2 separate regions of the Oryctolagus cuniculus genome follow, and region 1 is linked to region 2. A link is a contact called in public Micro-C data. All regions are on one chromosome and are shown on one strand. The core of a region is the stretch at or near the end of the contact, and the rest is flanking DNA. Distances in the headings are between cores, read along the strand shown. Region 1 overlaps ANKRD55 (ankyrin repeat domain 55). Region 2 holds the start of IL6ST (interleukin 6 cytokine family signal transducer).

Region 1 (6,340 bases), core at 1,223-3,722, 190 kb after region 2:
GGCCTGAGATGTGGTACAGAACTGCCAAGTGGTTGGAAAAAGGAAATGGAGGAGCTTCCTTAGAGACCATATGGAAGCAGCCCATCTAAGTGGTGGTGAATACAAATAATTAGGCCTGATCGTGGGCCCTGTGCAGAGTTTCCAGAAATGAGGAAGGGTGGCTTAGGAATAACAGGTACAAAGAGAAGAATGACTTGTGGTTCTTATGGAATCTAAAGTTGGGGCAGGAAATTTTTTTTTCTACTGAAGGTCACAAACCCACTTAACATAACCAAGAAAGCTACATCAATCCTTCCTAACCCATCTATCTGTCTATCATCTATCTACCGACTATCTGTTCATCATTTATTTTTATTCCTATGCAGTTAAGAAAGTAGTATGTTTTGAATGACTCGTGTCTCTGTACTTGTGTAAGAACTAAATAGAGAAATTTATGTACAGATGCATGAAGAGAGATGCCCATGGAGAAAAAAATCAAAAGTAAAAAAAATGGAAGAGATGAGAAGAAATCGGAAAAAAGACACAGGTGCAGAGAGGTAGATTATATTTTATAAAATTTATTTACATATGTGAACTATGTAAAAAGATTGGCATCAAAAAGCCAATGGAAATCATCTCTTAGATATTCTTCAGAACTTCCTACATTCTCCAACCTCTCCATAGTGAATTTATGTTTTTTTCTACTCAGCAAAGTAAGCCAAGCCTGTTTTTTTTCTTAAATGGGGAGAGAGGAGTGTGATTTACTAGATTTGAATTTATAGGAGATTACTAAAAGTGTACACAGAGCCTAGTGCATCTATATCCAAGGAAACAAATGCTTGATATTTGATGATGTACTAAAAAAAAAAAAAAAGAAAGAAAGAAAAACATGTTTTGTAAATTCTGTTCTTACCCTAGTAATCGTTTGAAAATTAAAAAATATTTTTATACAAAAATGGAATTGGTGGGTATTCTTGAAATCATCTCTTTGCTGCATTTTTTCTCGATTTCTGGATGCATCATACATTATCTAGCTAATCCCCAGGGCCCAGCATGATGCTACAGGGATTTCTTTCTTTCTTTCTTTCTTTCTTTCTTTCTTTCTTTCTTTCTTTCTTTCTTTCTTTCTTTCTTTCTTTCTTTCTTTCTCTTTCTCTTTCTTTCTCTCTCTCTCTCTCTCTCTCTCTCTCTCTCTCTTTCTTTCTTTCTTTGACAGGCAGAGTGGACAGTGAGAGAGACAGAGAGACAGAGAGAAAGGTCTTCCTTTGCCGTTGGTTCACCCTCCAATGGCTGCCACGGCTGGCGCGCTGCGGCCTGAGCAGAGAGCTGGCCTGGAAGAGGGGCAACCGGGACAGAATCTGGCACCCCGACCGGGACCAGAACCCAGTGTACCAGCGCCGCAAGGCGGAGGATGAGCCGCGGTGCCGGCTGCTACAGGGATTTCAAATGCACGCAAGCCCGGCCATGAGAAATGCTTGGGATCTGAGGACCTTCCTCAGAGCTGCTCAGTTTTGCACAAGGGGAAGCGGCTCTGCCCGTGGTTACTGGGGCTTTCTTTGGGACAGCTCTGGAATGTATCAGTTGCAGGAGCCATTTTGCTGAAATTATGTAGAGACCACCTTGGCACTTGCTCTGCGCAAACTGTGCCCCTGTGTGGGTGGGCCAGGCCGGTGTGAGAGCGGATTGAGTATTGATCGCCGTTTAAAGAGCGTGGACTGGGCTTTGTCAGGGGGTGCTGCTTGCAGTCTAGTCTGTTCTGAGGACCCACCCAATGCACCAACCACATCCAGATCCACTTGGGAACAACTACAGAGGATCCCGATAAGCTTTTTTGGTCTGAAATTGCCTCTGGGGAACTGAAAAGTATTCATATACCCATTTATCAACATCTACAACCGGCTAGTATGACTGTAGGCACAAAGGTGGTGGAATCTCTCCAGGACATGCACGACCTGTGGGAAGACATTGATCTTACAATCGAGACGTCCCTGGGAGTGATGGCAGGACAAGGGAAGAATCCCATAATTGCCAGTGTTCCCCTCTCTTCCTGCAGAAGGAGCCTGGATGCTTCTGGAAGAAGGCTGCATCCTGGGGGTTACCCAGATTCAGCCACCCATAAGGTGGCGAGGCTTTCCCAGCTTCTGGGGAGGGTGCCAGGCCTCCGCTGCACCCTGATGGCTCCATGTGACAACATTGCCACCCACTGGTGATTAAGAGCCTCTGTGGGCCTTGACCTGGCCCTGGGCCAGGCTGCTGCCAGTTCTGCTAGGTAGAATTACCAGTCAGTTTGGAACTCCCTGGCCATGCTGGAACAAGTTTAAGGTCATTGGTACAGCTGAATGGCTTTGAAACAAAATGAGTCTCATGTGACTCTCATCAGAGATACCGTGTGACACACTGCATGGAGGCGACACAGAGGAAAGGCGAGAGCTAGGCTCTGGGACCTAACCTCCAGCATTTGAGTCCTGGTGCTGCCACCTACCTCCTAGTTACGTGATCCGAGGTGAGTTGCTTAATCTCTCCATGCCTAGTCTTCATTTGTCAAATGGGACAAGAATCATGCCTATCTTGCAGGGCTCTTCTGAGAGCTAACAGAATACATTCCCATGCAGCCTCACACAGAGGAAGTCTCCCAGGCATCTCAATGGATATTATCCACATGTCTACGCTGACACGGCTAGGCACCCCTGTCTCCCTTCGCCTTAATGAGACCCTGTGCCTAAGCAGTGGAATGCAGAGGGTTTATAAGCTGGAAGATTTTGCTCTTTCTCGAATTTTCTGCCCAAGTCCCTCAGGGTATATCGCCTCAGACTTTAAGAATGCTTTTTAAAGTGCCAGTAACATGGAAAGCAAAGTTTCTTTCTAACGTTTTAAAGAGAAAAGTAGCTCCAAGCTTTCTGCAGGTAACAGTGGAGAGAACCAACACTCAAGGAATCCTTCATTCTGTGTGGAGGAAGTCTTGCAACAGTGCTATCTCAAGGGAAGCTGTCTGGCCACAGCCATAACCAGATTTGTGATGCAACACATGCATTTCTTTGAATCCCAGCATCCCTGTTCCTGGGGTTGCTTCTTCTGGGCTGTGAATGCTGGTCCATGGTTAGCATCTCTCCTAGATGCAGGGGGCCTGGGAAATGGAATTTTCTATTTAAAGAAGCATGTCTGTGATAAACTTGGGTAAAGATGCCTCTCTACAATGTGCCCTCATAGAATCCACTTTCATTCTGGTGCTACTAATCCTTAGAAAAGTCTCAAGCTTTAATGTACATGGACTTGGGGCGCAGGTACTGAATGGATTTATTGATCAATTCAGTGTGCATAAAGATGTGGAGTTTCTCATCCACTTGGGGTTTCACAGGAATCGTTCTGATGTTGAAGTATTGCGTCAAGGAGTTCTTTGCCCCACTGGAAGGGAGAAATCTTAAATTACAAGCGGGCATTTAGTCTAGAGGTGAAGATATCCATACCCAGTATCAGCGTACCTGGGTTCAATGCCCAGCTCTCACTCCTAACTCCAGCTCCCTGCCAATGCAGACCCTGGCAGGCAGAGGGGATGCACCTCTAGTGATTGGATTCCCGCCACCCATGTGAGAGAACTGGGCCGAGTTCCCAACTCCTGGCATTGGCCTGGCACAGTCCTGGCTGTTAAAGGCATTTGAGAAGGCAAGCAGTGGATGGGCGTTCAGTTGCTGTCTCTCCATCTCAAATGATTCTTTTTTGACAAAAAAAAAAAAAAAAAAGCTTAATCTTGTAGAGGATTATGTTAGCCTACCTGGCTTTAGGAAGTTAAAAGTTAAGTCAAATGCTATTTTGAACACGCTTCCTCCAATTTCTCTTCCTTTTTTCTGAACCACTTTCTCTTCCTAGAAATGGCAGGTGTTGGAGTCACAGTTTTACTGGGGAACCCTGGAAGGTGAGGAGTGAGCGAGGGAGCAGGGTTTGTTTCGTTTGGACAAGAACAGACTTGGCTGGACATGACAGCTGTTTTCAGCTATGGAAAATGCAGGGAAAGACTGTTTAAGATTATTTTCTGCAGACCCAGAGTAGTTGTGGTGGGTACAGATTGGAATCAATGGGACTTCTGGGTCTCTGGAACTGTTGAGTGGTAGGTGGGGTTACCTTGGGAGCTGGTGTGCCCCTCATCACCCCCAGGTGGGACCAAACGTTCCTCAGAGATGATCTTGAGGGGACAGCTGTGAGGTGTGCAAGGCTGACCTCTAGGTTTCCTTCATGATTCACGTTCCATGTGTCTCACGTTTGTAGAGAAATAAACAACAGATTGTCGATCGTTGCAAGAACAACAGCTACTGGGCTGGGAGTGATTTGGAGAAGGGGGTCTTGTCCTGCGGCCATGTGTGAAACTGCCCCTAGTGTCTTGCTCTCTCGGAAATAGTTTCAGAAAACAAATGTAGTTTGGGCAGCTGGCCCGGTGCCAGCGATTGGACAAGTCCAGTTAGTGTGCGGCTCTCCAGCTTTGCACGTCCCGGAAGCCCTGCGGTGGCTGCTTGCTATCGTCTGGCTCTCCATGAATGCGCTCATTGTCTTGACTCTGCTTCCTTCCTCTTTGTTAACGATGCATTCTCAGATCGGACAGGATTCTTCCTTCTTTAAGTTTTCTTTAAAATTTCGCTGACCCTTTGAAGTGCCCAGTGTGCTTTCCACCCAGTCACAGATCAATAGCAGTTTCTGGGTGATTGTAATGAGGGTTCCTAGAAATTCTACAAACATAGAAATACAATGTGTTCTCACGACAATGGGGTCATTGCGGGGTACCTTGCTTGGATTTGTAGTTGTTTTTTAAAAGGAAGAGGCTAAAACCCAACTTGTTGAATGACTGTCCATCTTTTTACCTCTCTAGAATTGAATTTATGCCTATTTTGGCTGTTTGCTTTTGCCTTAATTATAGAAGAAAAAAATCCCAAACTTAAGATAGTGCAAGCAAGAGCAATGTTGAAAGTATTATAGACTCTTGGTAAATAAGTGCTTATTGAGTTATTAGCACATTTTCTCCCAACTGGCAAATCGAAGAGGAGGTGAATATAAGAAATAAAGGCCTGAGGCTGGCGCTGTGGTGTAGTGGGCTAAGCCTTCACCAGCGGTGCCAGCATCCCTTGTGGGCACCAGTTTGAGTCCCAACTGTTCCTCTTCCAATCCAGCTCTCTACTATGGCCTGGGAAAGCAGTAGAAGATGACCCAAGTCCTTGGGCCCCTGCGCCCTCATGGGAGACCTGGAAGAAGCTCCTGGCTCCTGGCTTAGGATTGGCACAGCTCTGGCCATTGTGACCATTTGAGGAGTGAAACAGCAGATGGAAGACCTTTCTCTCTGTTTCTCCCTCTCTGTCTGTAACTCTACCTCTCAAATAAATAAATAAACATCCTTAAAAAAAAAGAAGAAAGGCCCATTCTTCATAACCATTGGCCGTAGAATTAGGAAAATGATGGCATCAGGAATTTCTGTCCTTTCACAATTTTATAAGGCAGGCTGCTGGTCTTGGAAGCAGAGCTGAGCTCAGGGAGCAGGATCCTCAGCCTTCGGACATATGGCCATGTGCTGTAAGCACAACTGGTTCCTACAGTATCATCAGAGCTGTGAGTAGGTAATTTCATGTCACTAAAAAAGCGACAAAAGAAATGACTTCTCACTAAATAAGATTGGATTTCTCAGTTACACCTGGATCAAACATCTTAGCCAAGTGCTGGTGTGAACTACTACTCTGGGCATAGGTATCTGTTTTGTAAAATGAGAGTTGACTACACCCCTGGATCTAACATCGACTGTACAATAGAATCAGTTTGGGAGCTTTAAAACAAACAAAACCTGATGCCTGAGTCCAATAACCAGGTATCTGAATTTAATTGCATTGCCATTGTGCATAGTGCTTTATTTATAATATATTTTTGGATTACAAGAGTTATGAAAATACAGATAAGCCCAAGAAAATAGGGGTGGGTATTTGGTGTAGTGGTTAAGGTGTCACTCAAGACATCTGCATCCCATACTGCAGTGCCTGGCTTCCAGCTTCCTGCTAATGCACACCCTGGGGGGCAGCAAGTACTTGGGTCCCTGCCATCCACATGGGAGACCTGGATGGAGTTCCACTGGCTTTAGCCTGGCCTAACCCCGGCTGTTTGGGAAGCTTGGGGAGTGGAAGATTTTTTTCTCTCTCTACCTTCTAAGTAAAATGAAAATAAACAAATATTCTTTTAAAAGAGAACAAAAAATCACATATACTCAAAGCTCATCACTGTTGACGTACTGGAGTGTTGCATGGACCTGACTCACCTGGCTGGATGGGTCTCACCCTGCCCCACCTCTGTTCTGGGACCCTCCCTCACTCCGTGGCCTCCATAACGTCATGCAGGA
Region 2 (6,999 bases), core at 2,707-5,206:
TCATTTTGCCTGACTTCACCATTCCATTCACAATTTGTTGGTTACCTTTCACCATTACCTACCCCATCCCTACTGACTCTTAAGTCACAGCAAACTTCTCTACACTTCGTCTAATCATACTTCTCTACACTTTGTTCAGAGTCTGCGCTCCACACATGCTTTTACAATACCTTTACTACCTCTGCTTTGCAGTACTGTTTATAATCCAGAAGAAACATCATTTCTTCTGTGGAATTTTCCCCTACTCTCACAAGCATTTTTGTTTCCAGTGTACTCTTACACAGTTCCCAAACAGGATTCATGGCACTGCACCATAATTATTTAACATGTCTTAATATAGTCAGCTAACACTTTCAAGCACCTAGTGGACCATTAAGAGTCGGCTTTAAAAGATCTTCTAGCATGGCCTTCTCATTCTACTCATTATGACTCAAACATATTATATAAAGAGACAATATGTGATCTATTACTTGTTAGCTGGACAAGTTAATTAACCTTTCACTGCCTGAGTTCCTTATGTTGAAAAGGGGATAGGGTAGGCATTTGGCTTTGCTGTTAAGAACTATCAGAATACCTGGGTTTGAATCCTGGCTCAGGTTCTCAATTGTAGCTTCCTGCTAATGCAGACCCTGGGAGGCGATGGTGATGGCTCAAATAATTGGGTCCCTCCTAATTAGATGGGAGACCTGGATTGAGTTTCTGTTTCCTGGCTTCCTCCTGGTCCAGTTCTGGCCATTTGTTTTTTTAAAGATTTATTTATTTATTTGAAAGTCAGAGTTACACACAGTGAGAAGGAGAGAGGGACAGAGAGAGAGAAAGGCCTTCAATTCTCTGGTTCTCTCCCCAACTGGCCACAACGGCCAGAGCTGTGCCTATCTGAGGCCAGGAACTTCTTGCAGGTCTCCCACGTGGGTGCAGGGGCCCAAGGCCTTGGGCCATCTTCTACTGCTTTTCCAGGTCATAGCAGAGAGTTGGATCGGAAGTGGAGCAGCCAGGACTCGAATCGGCTCCCATATGGGATACCAGCACTGCAGGCATCAGCTTTACCCACTACAGCGCCGGCCCCCATCTTGGCCATTTAGATAGTGAACCACTAGATGGGCACTCTCTTAAATAATAATTTTAAAAACGCATTAGGGGCTGACGCTGTGGCACAGTGGGTTAACGCCCTGACCTGAAGTGCTGGCATCCCATATGGGTGCTAGTTCGAGTCCCGGCTGCTCCACCTCTGATCCAGCTCTCTGCTATGGCCTGGGAAAGCAGTGGAAGATGGCCCAAGTCCTTGGGCCCCTGCATCTGTGTGAGAAACCTGGAAGAAGCTCCTGGCTTCGGATTGGCGCAGCTCCGGCCGTTGCGGCCATCTGGGGAGTGAACCAGCAGATGGAAGACCTCTCTCTCTGTCTCTACCTCTCTCTGTAACTCTTTCAAATAAATAAGTGTTTAAAAAAAGCATTAAAAAGAAAGACAGCAAGAGCCACATTAAAAGGCTATACGAATTAAATGTATTAATATGGGCAAAGTATTCAAAATAGTGACTGACACAAAGTAAGTTTTAAATATGTCCTGGCTATATAATTAACATGTATTGGTTACTACTGACCCTTTCCACCGGCTGGTTCTCTACCATGTTCTGTATCTTCTGCTATATTATACCCCTATATATTCTACATTATGAATGGACTCTTCATTTTCCCTTTATCCAAATCTCACTCAGATTTCAAAGCTGACCTCTAGTACCTCCTTTGATCATTTCAATCCATCAACAATCTCTCTAAATACCTTTAGCATTGTCAGTATCACTCAGCATCTAATTAAAACTGCTTTAAAGCTGTGATTTTTCATTTTTAAGTCAATCCAATTTTGTGCAAATTATGTTTAGATTTGATGACATCTCATGCATCTTTGTGAGTTCTTAAAGTAGTAAGTGCTCAGCTGGATCCTATAGACTAAGAAAGCCCAACAGAAACATCAACTTTGAGCATACTGTCTTGGCAATCACACGAACGGTGAAGCCTATGAGAACATTCCATGCTTCTCCAGGAGCCAAGCTGCAACTGTACTAAGGCCAGGCAATTCTGACTCCCATTAAAATGAGCAGCTCTGAAACAGCTTGGGGGATGGGAACCCTTCCTGCCATAGTAGAGGGATTATGGATATAGCTCTTAAATTTCCAAACCAAATGTTGCACTGGAATCTCTATGAGAAATGTGTCAGTATGACAAAATGATTAAGCACATAGGATACAGAGTCACATAGGCATTTATTTTACTGTTATCAATCAATTTTACTTAACCTGTTGTCAACCCTACTTCACAGGAATGTAATAATCAACATTCACTCTAATATTTAACTGCTATGCAAATCCTATTGGGGGAAAAAACCTAAAAACAACAATTCGTGAGAACAACACTATTAATTGTGTAAGAATATACTCTAATAAATTGGCTGGCAGCAGTACAGTGCTCCAAATTACCAATGAGAAAACTAAACTACTGTTGTCAATAATACAGACTTGAAAGAAAATTTTCACTACAATTTTTGACACTCCCTTCTAATCTTTCCCTTTCACCTGTAATTAAAACCAAATGTTCAAAATTATTGCTAAAGAGAAACAGCTGGAACTCCCAATTTACCTTCCTATCAAGTTGGTTCTTGTAATATTCTCATCTGTACTTCCCAATAGGTATTAACCTCAATTTAAGAAATGAAGATAATGGTGACTAACTTGCAGGATTATCCGAGTCAATAATTTCAAATCCAGAGTTGCTCCAACTTGAAGCTGGCAGTCACACACAGTCTAAAGGGTTTGTTTACAGCACTGACTAAACCAAATACCGCAATCTTTTAGATTTGTCCTGGAACTCTACCAATAAATTATCTTAAAGCGGTATAACTGCGTTATAAATTATTGTAAAGCGGTATAACTGCCCAAAACTACACAAATTAAATCACAATCGGCTTCCTTCTTTAGGCAAAAAATAAATAAATAAATAAATAAAAACGGCAAGTCTCATTTCTGATCTGTGAATTTTGGGGGTGGGTTGAGGTTATGAATAAGATGCAGTTCACCCACTGAAGAGCAGAACCTTGGTCTTGGAGTAACCTTTAAGCCTAGGGGAGCAGGAGACACATGAAAAGATCATGGATTTGTTCTCCTTAGGCTACAGCGCTATGTCGGGAAGGGTGGATAAAAGACCTCAAAGGCAGACAAGCAACGTTCGTTAACGTGATTACTAGCGCTGCGAACTTCAAACGGTGTTGAAGCATTACAGTTTGAGGATGAAAAGACGGCCACGAGGAAGGGGAATCAACCTCCGGCCTGAGATTCGGAGTCAAGTGCGGGGCTCGTGGAATTTAAAGGGCGGCGGAGAGGGGGCTGGAAGAAACGAGGTCGGGGCGCCAAGCAGGGGTCCAGTCTTGAAGGGAGCTTAACAGGGTGTGCGTAGGGCAGGCGGAAGGTCTGTACTTGGGATTCGGGAATCGAGGTGACAAAGTTGCAGAAGTCCAATCAGGGGGTGGAAGCAGAGAGGGGAAGGAATGTGGGGATTTCCAGGCTGGGACTGACAACCTCGGGGTGCGCGCGCGGCCGGGCGCTCCTCTCCCGGGGAAGGAAGAGGCCCGCTCCAGCGCAGCTCGCCGGTCCGCGCCGCCCGAGCCCGCCCGCGCCCGCGCCCGCCCGCTACTCGGCCCTGCACCCGGTCCCGGCCCGTCCTCACCTCAGGCCGCGGCGCCTCGCTCTTCTGCGACTCCACGGCTGACTCTCCGTCGGCGCCAGGCCGGACCAGACCCAAGACGTCAGGTGGGCGAGCCTGGCAGCCCCCCTACTCAGCCGGCCGCAAGACGACTTCCCGGGCCTCTGGGCTGTCGGCCCCGGTGCCGGACAGCTCGCGGCTCCCTTCCCCAGGACGCGACGCGCCGATCTTCTACCGCGACGGGGCGCTGCGTCCCCCTAACCCCGCCCCGCGGCGCCCCCTCCATGCCCCGCCCCCAGAGTCGGGGCCCGGGTTCTGATTGGTCCTTACGAGTCCGGGTACCCCCAGGCATTGGCCCAGCGGCTGCTCCACGACGAGGGGGCGGGACTCCGGGCGGCTGCGATTCCCGTAACGCTGCTCCCGGCGTCCCGGATTCTGGCGGCTGCGCTCGCGTCGCCTCTCCCAGACGAGATCGAAGGGTTCCCCCGCCTCCCCTTTGCGGGCGGAAGGAGCGGAATGTTCCATTTTTCCGTGGAATAACGGGTCATGAACCGAAGCCCGGGTGCTGCCCGCCCGCACCTCCCGCCCTCGCTTCTCACCAGGGCGCCCTCGGCTTCCCTTCGCGGCTCCGTCCCGGGCCTTCCCTGAGGAACCCGGGGCCGCGAGGGACAGCGTGTCTCCCTGAGGGACCGGGAAGCGCGAGAGTCCCGTGGGGAAAGTGAAGGACTCGGTGGCCGAGATTGTGGCGACAGTGGCGGCGGCGGCGGCTTCGGCCCAGGTTTTATGTAAATAAGTGTTGCCACGGTGTAATTTTTTTTTTTAAGTTAGTGACTTTGGGTATGAGTGATAAGAGAATCCAGAGAGGGTGACCTACCAAGAAACTGATGTTTCTTTGCGTGTTGCACTCCCCAGTTAAGAAAAAAAAAAAGTAAAAATCAATTTCTTCATGATTCAACCTCCTACCCCCACCTGGAATATAGACCTAAAGGCTCACGTTGGTTAATGTGCATTTGCCAAAGCAAATGAGAAACTTCAAAGATGCTGTGTGTGTGTGTGTGTGTGTGTGTGAAGAAAGACAATCAGGACCGGGGTCTTTTGTGGAAGAATGGCTGTCTCGAGGAGGGCTGCAATGGCTTCATGATAAATTATACCTACAAATTAATAGATAATTAAAAGGTTCTTCATTATGTTGAGGATTCAGATGGAATAAACAGATCACTTATGATCTCATAGTTGCTGATCAGGGAGCTTTTACTAGAAAGACTCAGGGAAACAGGAGTTTTTAGTAGAAAGGGCCTTCCAAAGCAGTCAAAACTTGGCAATTGTTGCTACTCCTGATATCCTATTCTGTTTTGCTGCTCGCTGTCATCTTACATCTAACCTACACAATGTGATCAGATTGATCCCATGTACTTCCTTGTCTGTGGTGTTTCTGAAACTCTTTGTCAGTCTCGGTGCGTCCTCATGTTGTTCATCAGTAATGATTTCAGCACCCTGACTGCATAACTTCCCCTCCTTTTCTTCCCCAGTCGTCTTCAACTTCACTCAGTCCAAGTAGCCCAGAGGTGGAGCCGCACCTTTCACTTAGTCATCGAGTGAAGCTACTCCACCTCCCAAGTTTTGCATTGTGAGTGTCCCTCTCTGTCCCCTTGGCTGCTCACCCTTCTCCCTCCATTGTGTCCTCAATCCCATTAGCTCTGCAGTTTGTCCTGGGTGTGACCTCCAGTCTTTGTTCTCCTAATGTACCAGTTATTTCCTACCTCTTCTTATCTTCCTCAGCAATGGGAGCCTTTGTATCGGCAAGCATCTTCAGTTCCTTTGACCTTCAGCCACGTTTATGTTGTCAATCTATTTCCTGTTTCCCTTTTCCTTGAACTACCAGCCCCATCTCCACATTGGTTCTTAGTACAGAACCTTGTTTCATTACTTCCGAGAAAAATACAAACTATCCTTAACTTTTCTCCAACTTAGGATTCAGCTGCTATATAGATTTAGCCCTCTCCTCTTTTCCCTCTTGCTCAGAGGAAGAAAAGTCTGTTCTTTTGAAAAGCTAACTCTTCCTCCAGTGGTGTTTTTTTTTTTTTTTTTTTTGACAGGCAGAATTAGACAGAGAGAGAGAGAGAAAGGTCTTCCTTCAGTTGGTTCACCCCGGAAATGGCCGCTACCCAATCTGAAGCCAGGTGCTTCCTCCTGGTCTCCCATGTGGGTGCAGGGCCCAAGCACTTGGGCCATCCCCCATTGCCTTCCGGGGCCACAGCAGAGAGCTAGACTGGAAGAGGAGCAGCCGGGACAGAACCGGCGCCCCAACCGGGACTAGAACCAGGGGCGCCAGCACCACAGGCAGAGGATTAGCCTAGTGAGCCGTGGCACTGGCCTCCTATGTTCTTAATCCTACTCCTACTAAGTTCAGTCTCCTGTCTGATGGTTTTCATTATTACCATTAAACATCTTAGAGATTTAACAATTAAATGTTAACTCAGTGCTGAATTGGGGGCAGCTGCTATATAGGTTAAAACCTTTGTAATTCAACAGCATCTAAATCACAACCAAATTTAAAGTCAGGAATTAAATATAAGTATCAAAATGAAGTAGGTTAAGCTATATTATAATCCAGGTAATAAAATAAATTTGGGATGAAATATGAATGTAAATCATGTAGTTACTTAATTTCCAAGCTAGAAAAAAGGCAAAATTCACTGTGTAGCAACAAGACTAAGAAACATAACTGCCATTTCAAAAGTTTTACCAAAAAAGCATATAAAAAACCATACATATACTATAAGAGTACAACTTGCAAAAATTTCACAAATTGAACACACTCACATAACTAGAATCTTGATCAAAAACAAAACTCAAGCAGAACTACGAAAGGTCCCTCCTGTACCCCTTCAGTTACTGGATTACCTCTGCTCAGACTTTGAATACCGTAGTTTGATGCCTATCATTTTAAAATCAAGGAGTTAGGAATTTTTTAATAGTAGTAGCATGTGCTTATTTTATTTCATTTAATGAGTAACTAGAGCAGAGCAAGAGAGTTTGGAATGAAACAAGTACTGTTCTGTACAAAGGCTAAACATAGATGCAGACTGAAAAGGAATGGGTCTAGCTTCTTACTCCTGGAGACCTCCAGGGAACCCCTCCAAACAGCCAGAAGCTGGCCCATGATCTCGTGTTACCCTGTTTCATAAAGCTTGGCTTTAGCAAAGAAGAGGCCAGTGTAAAAGTGCCAGCAGCTGCCAGGTACACCCTATTCCTAGAATCTCAGGCAGGAAAAGGAGGTCAGGTGTCAGGAGTGTAGCCTTAGAAT

The links. A called contact is a pair of places that touch in the nucleus more often than the background predicts.
Region 1: a contact with region 2 is called in a Micro-C map of ear pinna, with 8 times the contacts expected there. The contact joins the enhancer-like site here to the promoter of IL6ST in region 2. A contact is called at or near these places in 3 of 6 Hi-C or Micro-C datasets (ear pinna, psoas muscle and an unstated tissue).

Annotation. Positions count from the first base shown.
Region 1 is chr14:76,930,274-76,936,613 of mOryCun1.1, forward strand. The region is part of intron 2 of ANKRD55 (ankyrin repeat domain 55); the gene reads right to left. Among named protein-coding and RNA genes, the nearest start is that of ANKRD55, 28 kb to the right of the region's middle. Within about 2 kb of position 2,473, at least 1 of the 8 cell types and tissues checked has an H3K27ac peak or open chromatin away from gene starts, as enhancers often do.
Region 2 is chr14:76,740,983-76,747,981 of mOryCun1.1, forward strand. It overlaps IL6ST (interleukin 6 cytokine family signal transducer), which reads right to left and starts at 3,957. Exons shown (of 17, transcript XM_008262226.4): 1 at 3,717-3,957.